Linked DNA regions of Sus scrofa: region 1 is linked to region 2. The links are chromatin contacts, called in public Hi-C maps. All regions are on one chromosome and are shown on one strand. The core of a region is the stretch at or near the end of the contact, and the rest is flanking DNA. Distances in the headings are between cores, read along the strand shown.

Region 1 (6,129 bases), core at 2,496-4,995, 400 kb after region 2:
ATAGATGATAAAGATGACCTTCCAGTGATGTTGACGGACATACAGCATTTAACCTAATTTAAAGCGGGTGTACTGAAGGTGGACACAACTGGGGAAGGATTATACTGCTTATTAGCAGAGAGGTTGAATACTGGGGAGTGGGAAGATAAAGATAAATGTTTAATGGAGGAGCAAATGGTATGACATCATTTATTGAGCTTTTTTTTTTTTCAGTTTATGAATAGAGCATCTTTGTTCACGTCTCTGGATAATTAAGGCATTGGATTAGCTGACTCAGGCCCCTTCCTGCTCTAAGCTTCAAGGAAGGACACAGATGTCCACAGAATGGGACATCGGCCTCCTGAGATAGTGTCAGGGGAGAGGGAGGCAATAGCCTGAAATTCCCTTCCCAAGAATAACATTTCTTTGAGAGTCATCTCATTCTAGTGTTTTTTAATGATTCACTTAACTTTTGATTCTACTCATTCCATTTGGCAGGCACAGTGCTAGGTGCTAAAAATCAGACTGAGTCTGATTAGCATGGCTCCATCCTTCTGGAGCTTACATTCTGATGGGAGCTTCACAGTAGTAAATCTGAGATTACAATGAAGGGTGACAGTGTATAGCTGTGATGATGGGAGAAATAGGTGCTTGTCAGGTGGGTTCATCTTGGGGCATCAGGGAAGGCTTTTTGGAGGGAGTGACTACGTGATGAATAGGAAATTAGCCAGGCTCAAGGACAGGAGGTGATGTATTCTAGGTGGGAGGAACTGCATTCTTAATAAATACTTGTAGTATATATTTTTACGTTCTTGTGTTACTAATGCATTATGCATTCTATGAACAACTGGGAAGACTTCATTGGAATCAGGTATTTTAATTGTATTTATTGCTGTGGAAAAGATCAGATGATTCTCATATAGGTCAGTTCAAGTTAGATTATTTACACTTTTAAAAAACTATTTTTTTTTTTTTTTTTTTTTAAGGGCTGCACCTTTGACATATGGAGGTTCCCAGAATAGGGTTTGAATTGGAGCTGCAGCTGCTGGCCTACACCACAGCCACAGCTGTGTTGGGATCCAATCCGCATCTGCTACCTAATACGCAGTTTATGGCAACAGTTGAGTCTTAATCCACTGAGCGAGGCCAGGGATTGAATCCTCATCCTCATGGATACTAGTTGGATTCATAACCTGCTAAGCCACAGTGGGAACTCCTAAAAACTAATTTTTAAAGATAATCTTACCATTCAGCTTGTTCATAAATTTTGGAAAATCGGAGATCCATATTTTTCATTCTTTTAAGAGTTTGCTAATAAATAGAGTATTGGCAAGCACCATTTGCTGCCTCTGGATTGTGAAATAAATCTACTCACTCTGGAAGCTGGGCGAGCTTGAAAGCTCCTATGTGTGCTCTGATTTATACAACCCAGGCCCTTTTATAAGTTATAGCATGAATAATAATCTCTCTCCATCCTCTGCTGCAAGAGGACCCCAGAGGGGCTGACCTGGTCTCAATCTCGGAGCCTCTGCCTACTGTTCCTTTTGTTTGGGCCTCTCCAACACATTATTTTCCTAAATGCTTCCAAGTGTTCCCTGGAAGGAATTACATGCAGAGGGATACATGATATTGTAAAGACTTTTGCTTGTTAAGCTCCTAAATTTGAGACTTTAAAAGTTGTACTTTATGCTTGTAATATTACATCCATAGTTATAAATCTGTAACCATTTTGTTATGTGTATCATATCATTATGTAAAATCTTTTTTGGCCATTTATTATTTTTTTAAATTACTCAACGAATTTTATTGTATTTATAATTGTACAGCGATCATCACTACCCAGTTTTATAGCATTTACATCCCAAACCTCCAGCGTATCCCCCCACCCTCCAACCTGTCTCGTTTTCATTATGTAAAATCTTAAACTTAGTGTATGGTCAGGCCACCGAGGATGCTGTTCTCTTGCTCTCTGTATGTCCTCTCCTCCACCTGTGCCTGCTTCACTTCCCCCTGCTCACAAGACTGACCTTCCTACAGACTTGTCCCTGCTCCAACTAGTGATCGTTTCAACCTTTACATCGGGACACCCCTCTGGGGACTTCCCTTGTTGTGCAGCAGGTTAAGGATCTGGCATTGTCACTGCAGTGGCCTGGGTTTGATCCCTCTGCATGATAGCTTATCAAAGGGACAGTGAGGGACATGCAGCTCTGCTAGTTGCCCTGGTAACTGATAAGCCAACCTGAGGTCAATTCCCGCTATAACGGGTACTCCTCCCTTTCATGGGAACACTGCTGCCATGTCTGCCCCACATGATGGGGGTCATTCCAGGACCTTGCTTCTGACATGTGAGCTCCCCCATCCATTAAACCTTTGACGTCTCTGTCACTGGCTCCGAGCTCTTTCTTCCATCTTGAACTGGACAGGTACAGGCTTTGGAGGCCTGTGTGCTGCAGCCCAACACTTCTTACTTTGAACTTGGGATCCCTTATTTATTCATTCTATTCAAACATGCAGACAAGCCACAGTTCCATAGAGTTGCCATGTAATTCTCGCCCTTCATTTCAGCATTTAAATAACCCTTCATTTTTGCCTGACTCTAAGAGCCACTCTGCCCTCCCAGGAAAGCGTCTTTGAAACCCCCTCTGCTGCCACCTCAGGTCTCCCATTTTGCCTGGCTCCAGTGGGCCCTTAGCTGGCACCGCTTTCTTCTCTCTAAATTTGTCCCAGTGTTCTCAGTTTGAATTCTTACTTTTTTCTTTTGCCTGTGCCCACGACATGTGCCGGGCCGGGGATTGAACCTGTGCCACTGCAGGATCCTCAACCCTCTGTACCACAAAGGAACTCCTGAATTCTTTATATAATTTTATGTTGATCAAACTTCTCTAGGGGATTATTCCCTCCCAATTAATTTATGCAGTGGCCACAAAACAACGTTTTTTTAAAATGCCCAAATTGCCTCGACACCCACCACAAGTGTTTTCACCGTTCCTGTGCTCACACGTGCTTTTGGTCATTTTTATCTGAATGGTGTTGCCTCCCTGCCTGACCTCTTCCCAGCTGTGTCATGTTGCTCACATGCCTTCTGCCCCTTCTGTCTTTGAAACACAACCAAACACGGAGTCCCCACAACAGCTTCCTTTTAGCCCTTTCCCTTCAAGCATCCTTTGTTTATTCTTTCTCTTGACCAGCAAACATTTTATAAGCATGTCCACTGGCTTTACTTGCTTAGAAAACAAACAATAACAACACAACAGCAAACCACGCCTCAGCCTGCTGCTGTGAGCAGCACCCCCCACCTGATTAAAAACCGTGCTCTCTTTGAAGTCACCTCTGACCTTGGGCTTGTTCTTTGAGGCCTAATCTCCCTCTCCTGTTACCACTTCCTCTTTCTTTCTTTCAACTCTTGTTAGTCTGTGGCTCGTGAGACCAGTCTCAGGTTTGTTCCCTCTGCCTAGAGGCGCCTCTCTGCTCCCCGAAATCTGGATGTCCCGAGGACTCTGCTCTGTGCCCTCCCCACTTCTGGGTGGTCACAGGATCACCCCTTTAACTGGTACCTTCAGTCCAGGGCTCTTTGCTGAGCTCCCCCCCTGTCTTTCCAGCTGCACGGTGCTGATGCCTCCCTTGCTGCCCTGGCTTGGCTCGTCCCACCTCCCCTGGTCTGTACTTTGTGTCTTGGTTCCAGACGGACTTTTCCCCCCATCCGTCTGCAGTGACTCTTCCTGCCCGGCTCCTTTCTGTCCCGTGACTCATCCAGCTACCGTGATCTCCCTTCCCTGCCCCGGCCCCTCCCTTCTCTGCCTCCTCTCAGTTCTGTGTGCGCCACATCTGTTGTGGTGGAGACTTGTTACCCACTTCTGGGGTGTCGACTGTGCAGATGGACACCGCATGGTATTCATGACTTAAGCCCCATCATTTAGCAGGGTGCTTGGCAACCAGTAGTGACTAATAATTTTCCCCCAGCACTTCCAGACTAGGTTAGTGTCGTGAGTCCACTTAGCAGTCTCCATTGTTTTCTATTTAAGCAATTACTGTGCTTTCTGATTAAGTCTTTTGAAAATCTGTTTTTTCACAACAAGCTATAAATTGTGTGAGGTCAGGATTGTGGCTTTCTTGCTGACCCACAGTGCCTAGCATATGAAAGGAGTTCAAATATTCATTAAGAAGAATGAATATCACTTGTGTTCCAAAAATTATACGGATTTAAGCCTGCACCAGCATCCTTTGAGAGTCTGGTGTCACCATAACCTTAGCATTCATCATTGGAAGTTATAATTTTACCACTTATTGGAGTAAAATGATAGCTTATTATTGGTTTAATCATTGATGATTTGTTGAACATATTTCTGCATTTAATTTTTAAAATTTTTGTATTTTCTGTATTGACATGTATCGAGTTTTTAATACTTGTTTTATGAATTCAGAGTAAAACATTCTACTTTTGCCATGATATTTTCCTAATTTGTTTCATTTTAAAGTAATCTTTTCATTAAGTAATCTCTTAATGTTATATGACCTGAGCTTTTTTTTTTTTTTTAATTTTCTTATTTTTTGCTTTTTAGGGCCGAACCTGCAGGATATGGAAGTTCCCAGGCTAGGTGTTGAATTGGAGCTGCAGCTGCTGGCCTGCACCACAGCCACAGCCACACTAGATCCAAGCTGCATCTGTGACCTACATCACAGCTCACACAATGCCAAATCCCTAACCCATTGAGTGAGGCCAGGGAGTGAACCTGCATCCTCATGGATCCTAGTCAGTCTTGTTACTGCTGAGCCACAACGGGAACTTCCATGAATTTTTAGATTTTTTTTTTTAAATGCTTTGCATAAAACCTTGTAGTTTAAGTATTATATTGGCTTTAAAAATGATTTAGACACAACCTTTAGTTTTACCTAGTGTGATAATTCAGCACAACTCCTTTTTTGTAGTAAGAGGAAGATTTTTTCTTTAAACCACACTAAGGAAATTATCAAAACTATCTGGGAGTTCCCATTGTGGCACAGTGGAAACGAATCCGACTAGGAACCATGAGGTTGCAGGTTTGATCCCTGGCCTTGCTCAGTGGGTTAAGGATCCGGTGTTGCTGTGAGCTATGGGGTAGGTCGCAAATGAGGCTTGGATCCGGTGTTGCTGTGGCGTAGGCTGGCAGCTTCAGCTCCGATTAGACCCCTAGCCTGGGAACCTCTGTATGCTGCAGATGTGGCCTTAAAAAGACAAAAGACCAAATAAAAGAAAAAAAAGAAAAAAAAACCCCTATCTGAATATAGTTTTCTAATTTTTTCAATTGCAAGTTTTTAAAGATAGGTTCTTGACAGTTATTTTCTAGTTTGGGGAGATCGCTACTAGAAACTTAATTTGTTTACTTTGAGTTTATATACTTCATTATAATGCTAATTCCTGGTCTGAATATTACTATGCATTGTTTGCTTTTATAGAGAGAACACTAGTTTAATAACAGTCTAGAAAAATACACTGGAAGCTTTTGTTGTCTAAATTTAAAAAGAAAAATTATTATGATTCCTTTGTAGCAGAAATCTTATTTAAAATATGTCTATCCTTAAGGCTTATAAGTCTGTTTATAGTGCTTATATTAAATTTTCATTAAAAGTTAAAAATGTTAACTTTTTTTTTCTGGATTCCCGTCAACTTTTTACCATGGTCATAAGACTGGTGTACTGAGCACACCACATACCCTTCATAGGTATTTACTAATTAACATTTTTCACCTTTTTTTTTTTTTTTTTTTTTTGCTGAACCATTTGGGAGACAGCGCTTGTGGCACACCTAAATATCCAGCGTATATCACCTAAGAACAGGGATATTCTCCAGTACCACCATAAGAGAATTGGTACCTCATGTTATTTAACACTGGCAGAATGTGTATTTCCTTATTTTCCTTTTAATGAACTTTATATCTGTTCCTCCCCATTCAAGACTCAGTCAGAGAGTGTACATTGCATTCCGCTATTAGATCTGTTTAGTCTTCTTTTCTCTAGAACAATTCCCAGGCATTTTTTGAGGGAGTGGGGAGTGGGTCAGGGAGGGGTGATGGTTGGTATCTTTCTTTCATGACATGTTTTGTTTTGCAGAATATTCCTTTATTGGGATTTGCCTGTCTCTTAGCACTAGATTCAGGATCTTTGGCAAAAATT
Region 2 (5,683 bases), core at 1,678-4,177:
TTGTTCATCAATTGACTGTCTATCAAGAGCTTTTTTTTTTTGCTTTTCAGGGTTGCACCCATGGCATATGGAGGTTCCCGGGCTAGGGGTCCAATCAAAGCTACAGCTGCCGGCCTACACCACAGCCACAGCAACTGGGGATCCGAGCCACATCTGCAACCCACACCACAGTTCACTGAGCAAGACCAGGGATGGTACCCGCATCCTCATGGATACTAGTCGGGTTCGTTAACCGCTGAGCCAGGATGAGAACTCCAAGAGCCTTCTTAGTTCACAACAGATCATTCGGATCGATGACTTCTACATACCCAATGTAACAAGCTTCAGAGAAGGGCTTCGGTATGGTCCACGTCTGCTGGACATTTCGTCTTGTTGATTCCCTCACAGAGCCAGTTAGTTCATTGCAAATAATTATTTTAAATAGTGAAAAAAATCTTTTGCCCCCTTATGTACAGAAACTAGAATAGTAAGGGGATCAGCTAATAACCCTTCGGCAAAGGTGGCGTGCAAATTCATCCCATTCATCCAGCACTGAACACATATTATAATTCGTCTGTTTATATTTGATCTTCTGCACCCTGAACTTTGAGGCCCTTAAGAATACAGTTGTCCATTACTTGTGTTTCTATTGTTAGAATAAGTGAATAACTGGGGGCTCAAAATTTTTTTCTTCACGCGTCAATACATGTTTCTCAAGTGGAAAGCCAAGTTTTGAGACATCAGATGGTGATGACTCTATCAGCCCCTTTGAGATCTCTGTCCTCATCTGTATCTCTGGTGCCAGGCTGAAAAAAGTACCAAATGCATCTGGGCATGGGGGCCAGGGGGGAGGAATTCTTAAATTAAAGCTTTAGAGTTGAAAATGCTTTTACACACAGTCTCATTTAATCCTAGTAACAAATTGTAAGTCTGTTAATCTCATTTGATAGGTGAAAAATCAGGTTCCAAATGGTTGAGGGCATACCCTGGGTCACACAGCTATGAAATGTTACCACCAGACCAGAAACCAGGTCTGCTTACATGAGTCCAGTACACTCTGCCCCAGTTTGCTTGAGATGGATACGTGGAGTTTTCAAACCAAGACACCACTGTCACCTCCTGGGCCAGCCGCTCTGCTCACCATTGGCCATCCTCAAACTTCCCCACCATCTATAGATGTCCTTCTAAGTTAGTAGCTTTGGAAACCTCCTGTTTACCCAAGTTAGAAACCTGGATGTTGTCCTTGACCCATTTTCTCATGCCTTCAACCACTTGTCCCATCTAGTTTACCTCCTAGATGGTTCTGGGACCAGCCCTCCTCTTCTCTCCAAGGCTCAATCTTTCATCTTTGTTCACTCATCCATTGTCCAGGCTTCTGGCCTCCAGTCCTGCTCCATTCACACTGCAGAGTGATCTTTCCTAAATGAAAATTTGTGCCACTTCTTCCATCAGCTTGTGCTCTTCCCACGAACCCTCCATGGTCTGGTGCTTGAGCCCAACCTGACAAGCATCTCCCTCAAGTCTCTCCTTTGTGTTTAACCATCTGGCAGAACAGGTAGACAGAGAACCCCCATATCTGGCTTAGGTTGTCTCTTCCCAGGGTAGAACCTCATTTTCCTCCCTCCCCTCACCCCCATTGTATGTGAGTATAGAAGCCCCAGGCTCAGATCTCAAAGCCGGAGACTTGGAGTTCCCCTTGTGGTTCAGCGGGTTAGGGACATAGACATAGCGAGGATGCAGGTTCAATCCCTGGCCTCGCTCAGTCGGTTAAGGACCTGGCCACAGGCTGGGGTGCAGTTCACAGATGTGGCTCAGATGCGGTGTTGCTAAGGCTGTGGCGTAGGCTGGCAACTGCAGCTCTGATTTGACCCCTAGCCTGAGAACTTCCATATGCTGCAGGTGCGGCCATAAAAAGAAAACGAAAACAAACCAGAGACTTGGAGGAAAGCTGTTCGTCTTCCATCAGCTACTTTTAGTTCGGTTCTTCTCCAGACCCTCCCCTTACCAGCCTCCAGGATCATGAGGTCAGCCCTGGTTTCAAAAGAAAAAAGGAAGCTCAGGAAACTGGCTCTGGGTGAAGAGCAGCTAGTAAAAAAAACAGATGCAAACAAATACACAGAACACATGGATGAAACTGCAGGATTGGCCAGGCTGCTCCATTAAAGAGGAGGTGCTGCTTTGGTAATTGGGGAGGGTGAACCCATAGAGAACTTCCTTTTTGTTTACCTCTTCCTCTGTGTCCCCCCCACCCCACCCCCTGAATATTCCATCCCCTATTCCATGCTTTCCATGCACTTTCTTTAATGGCAGTTCATCAGTGGGTTTTTTTGTTTGTTTGTTTGTTTTGTTTGTTTGTTTTTTAAATTTTATGGCCAGGCACGTGGAAGTTCCTGGGCCAGGGATTGAATCTGAGCTGCAACTGGGACCTGCAGTATAGCTGCAGCAACACTGAATCCTTAAACCCACTGTACCAGACTGAGGAATCAAACCTGTGCCTCCGCAGCAACCCAAGCCACTGCAGGCAGATTCTTAACCCACTTTGCCACAGCAGGAACTCCCATCAGAATCTTTATAGCCTCTGGAAAAGCACCACCTTGGAGATGGGGGTTGTGGGGTGGGGGCGGGGTGGAGGGGGTTGAAGTAAGACAGTTGTTTCCCACGCCCCTGCTCCCACTCTCCCGCTCCCCAGAACACACCCCTTCTAGATAGGGGTACTTCCTGAAGCCTCTTGGCTCTTAAAGTGACACCACTCACTGGTTTCCTTCTCCCTACTGCTCTGGCCCCTCTCTCCAACTTGCCAGGCTCGTAGGAGTTTAGAAGAACCCCCTGTTTTAAAACTTTCAGAGCTGATGGCCCCTCACTTCAGGCATCGCCTACAGCACAGTCCTGCTGCTTGAATGCTGCTCAGTATAGAGAGCCGCTGTTCCCCGGAGGCTGGTAATATCCACTGGCAACCTAGATGTCCGGGAATCTGGGGACCCCAATTAAGGTATTAATGTTGGTATTTGACCTTGACCGAACTGACTCAGACATTTAGGAATGATAGTTTCAAACATGTGGTATCCATGTTAACTCCTTTTAGGATTCTTTGTTTACTTTCAGCTTGCTCGGGCTAGGGTTCTTACCCCAAATAAAATGTATTTAAATAAATTCAAATGAAATGCAAGCTCATCCTTTTTGCAGTAATTGAATTATTGTTCTTTATTACCAGTGACACTGAGCTCTACATCTGGATACACTATGGTAAATGTATCCTTTTGCTTTTGTTTACATTCCACTAAGACTTTGGAATCCAAATGATTCTGAAACGGACCCCCCAAATTAAATCCTTTTAACAAGGAATCTTCCAAGAATATTTCTTTGACTCCTTCAGTCAAGTTTGGGAAATGTTAGTACTCTTACATTTTCAGATAGGACCTCTTGAAAGATTTCACTAGTGTTTTGGAAAGGAACATTTTTTGTAGTGGGAGGAGGGTAGGGTGATGAGTTCAGTTTTCTTGATGTTATTTCACTTCAGAATTGCGTGATATTTAGGGTGACTCTACATCCTGCTTGATGTTTATTGTCCCAACATTGTTATTAATTGAACTCAAAAATTGTTCTGGTTTGCCTGGTAGATTAATTATATGTTCTCCCGACTATTCTATTCAGTTATCAAACAATTGATCAGGATATTTGCTTGTCTATAATTAAGCCTTGCAAAGAAATGCAAAAAAAAAAAATTATTGGGCTTTTAAAAACTTCAATATTTATGTAGTTTGAGAAGAAAGTAGCCAGGATTCTTACTCAGCCCTCTTGAACTTGGCTTGCCACAGACAAGTTTCTCTTTATGGCAGTAATTTAGCTCTTTATTTTCCAGAGCTGTGAAATGGGCCTGATCATAATTTTCTAATTATAATTAAACCTGCTGAAATTTGAATGCCAGCTCTGTCTTTGTTGGTGGTCTAGTGTTTCTGGCCAGTGACCTCCATCTACTGTCTTAGCGGCAAAGTTTCTTCCGCCTTTATATCATTGATTTTTTTCTCTTTTCCAATTGTGCTTTAGAGTGCTGAAGCCAGTCTTTCTCCAGGAAGACTGTTCTCCACATTGTGAATTGATATTTCAATTTTTTCTGCAGGTATTGGCCTGCTTTGGTTCTTTCTCATCTGTTTGCTAGTGAATCCTTGTACCTTTGGTTTTTCTTGCATATATTCATTCCTTTATTCATTTCTCACCTCTTTCTTGCTAGTTCTCATTTTTTCTCTTTAATTTTTTTTTTTTTTTTTTTTTTTGTCTTTTTAGGGCCAAACCCACAGCATATGGAGGTTCCCAGGCTAGGGGTCTAATGGGAGCTACAGCTGCTCGCCTACACCACAGCCATAGCAACGTCAGATCTGAGCTGCGTCTGCAACCTACACAGCTCACAGCAACGCCGGATCCTTAACGAACTGAGCGAGGCCAGGGATCGAACCGCAACCTTATGGTTCCTAGTTGGATTCTCTTCTGCTGTGCCACAACGGGAACTCCTTTCATTTTTTTTTTTTAATTTTAAAAAAAATTTTTTTAATTATTTACCCAATACGATTTTTTTTTTCTACTGTACAGCATGGTGACCCAGTAACACATAAATGTACACATTCTATTTTCTCACATTATCAGGCTCCATCATAAGTGACTACACATAGTTCCCAGTGCTACAGAGCAGGATCTCCTGGCTCATCCATTCCAAAGGCAATAGTTTGTATCTATTAACCCCAAGCTCCCCATCCACCCCACTCCCTCTCCCTCCCCCTTGGCAACCACAAGTCTATTCTCCAAATCCTTGATTTTCTTTTCTGTGGAAAGGTTCATTTGTGCCCTATATTAGATTCCAGGTATAAGTGATACTTTCATTTATTTAAGGTATCTTCCAGTGGTGCTTTATTTCAGAGTTCACTTAAGCTAATTTCAAGGATATTTCAAGTACATTAGCAACTTTTCTCAATTGTCTTTAGCTCTATTGTGTTTATAATGTGCTTTGAGTCTGCTATCGATGTCTTTTACATCTTCAAATGGCATTTTACTCTTTTACACAATCTCTAGTGAGGTTCCTTCCCCTCCTAATCTTTCCCTTTGTAATCGTACCATGTTAGCACATATATTTTAATTTTCTAATACAGTAAATGAGATAAGATATCTTTGTCTTTGGATTGATTTGAAAGTAGAAGGTGAGACATTACGTTTTCACCTGTTTGTCTTGCAGCAGCCTTTCAATGGCTGACAGATTCCCCACAGTGATTTTGAATTAGCAATATATCTTGCCCATTCTTAGAGATGACTTTCCATGGTTACTGTTACATAAACATGAGTCCTTTTCATTAAACATGGCCATCTAAAATGGAAAAAAAGATAAATTACATTGTACACCCTGATAAAATCTCTAGTGAGGATTTGTAACGTATGCATTTGCCTGCAGCTGAAAACCATTTATGGGCTTCTAAAAGTACGGGCCTTTAAGTTTAAACCAAATTAGTTCATTTCATTCTCGGATGGGATAGAGTTAACTTTCTACCGCAAATAACGCTTTTGAAAACATGTCTTCACTGAAGAGAGATGCCATCAGTAAGCTATTCTGTGACTGCGTTTTACAAAATCTGTGAGTCGAATCGCATAGAAAAAAATTGTATTCAGGAGAAGAACTTGGGTGGAGTAACAGGAAAGTTTAGTCGAAAAAACAAGGTCGGAG

What was found. Hi-C and Micro-C count contacts between places; a contact is called where the count stands out from the background.
Region 1: a Hi-C map of embryonic fibroblasts shows a contact between it and region 2, with 2.6 times the contacts expected there. The contact joins two enhancer-like sites. A contact is called at or near these places in 6 of 47 Hi-C or Micro-C datasets (embryonic fibroblasts, heart right ventricle, mesenteric adipose tissue and 3 more).

Annotation. Positions count from the first base shown.
Region 1 is chr5:73,392,692-73,398,820 of Sscrofa11.1, reverse strand. All of the region lies in intron 2 of GXYLT1 (glucoside xylosyltransferase 1), which reads left to right. Among named protein-coding and RNA genes, the nearest start is that of GXYLT1, 13 kb to the left of the region's middle. Within about 2 kb of position 3,745, at least 37 of the 83 cell types and tissues checked have an H3K27ac peak or open chromatin away from gene starts, as enhancers often do. A contact at or near this core is called in embryonic fibroblasts and omental adipose tissue, where this site is marked.
Region 2 is chr5:73,796,480-73,802,162 of Sscrofa11.1, reverse strand. All of the region lies in intron 1 of PRICKLE1 (prickle-like protein 1), which reads left to right. Among named protein-coding and RNA genes, the nearest start is that of PRICKLE1, 27 kb to the left of the region's middle. Within about 2 kb of position 2,927, at least 6 of the 83 cell types and tissues checked have an H3K27ac peak or open chromatin away from gene starts, as enhancers often do. A contact at or near this core is called in embryonic fibroblasts and omental adipose tissue, where this site is marked.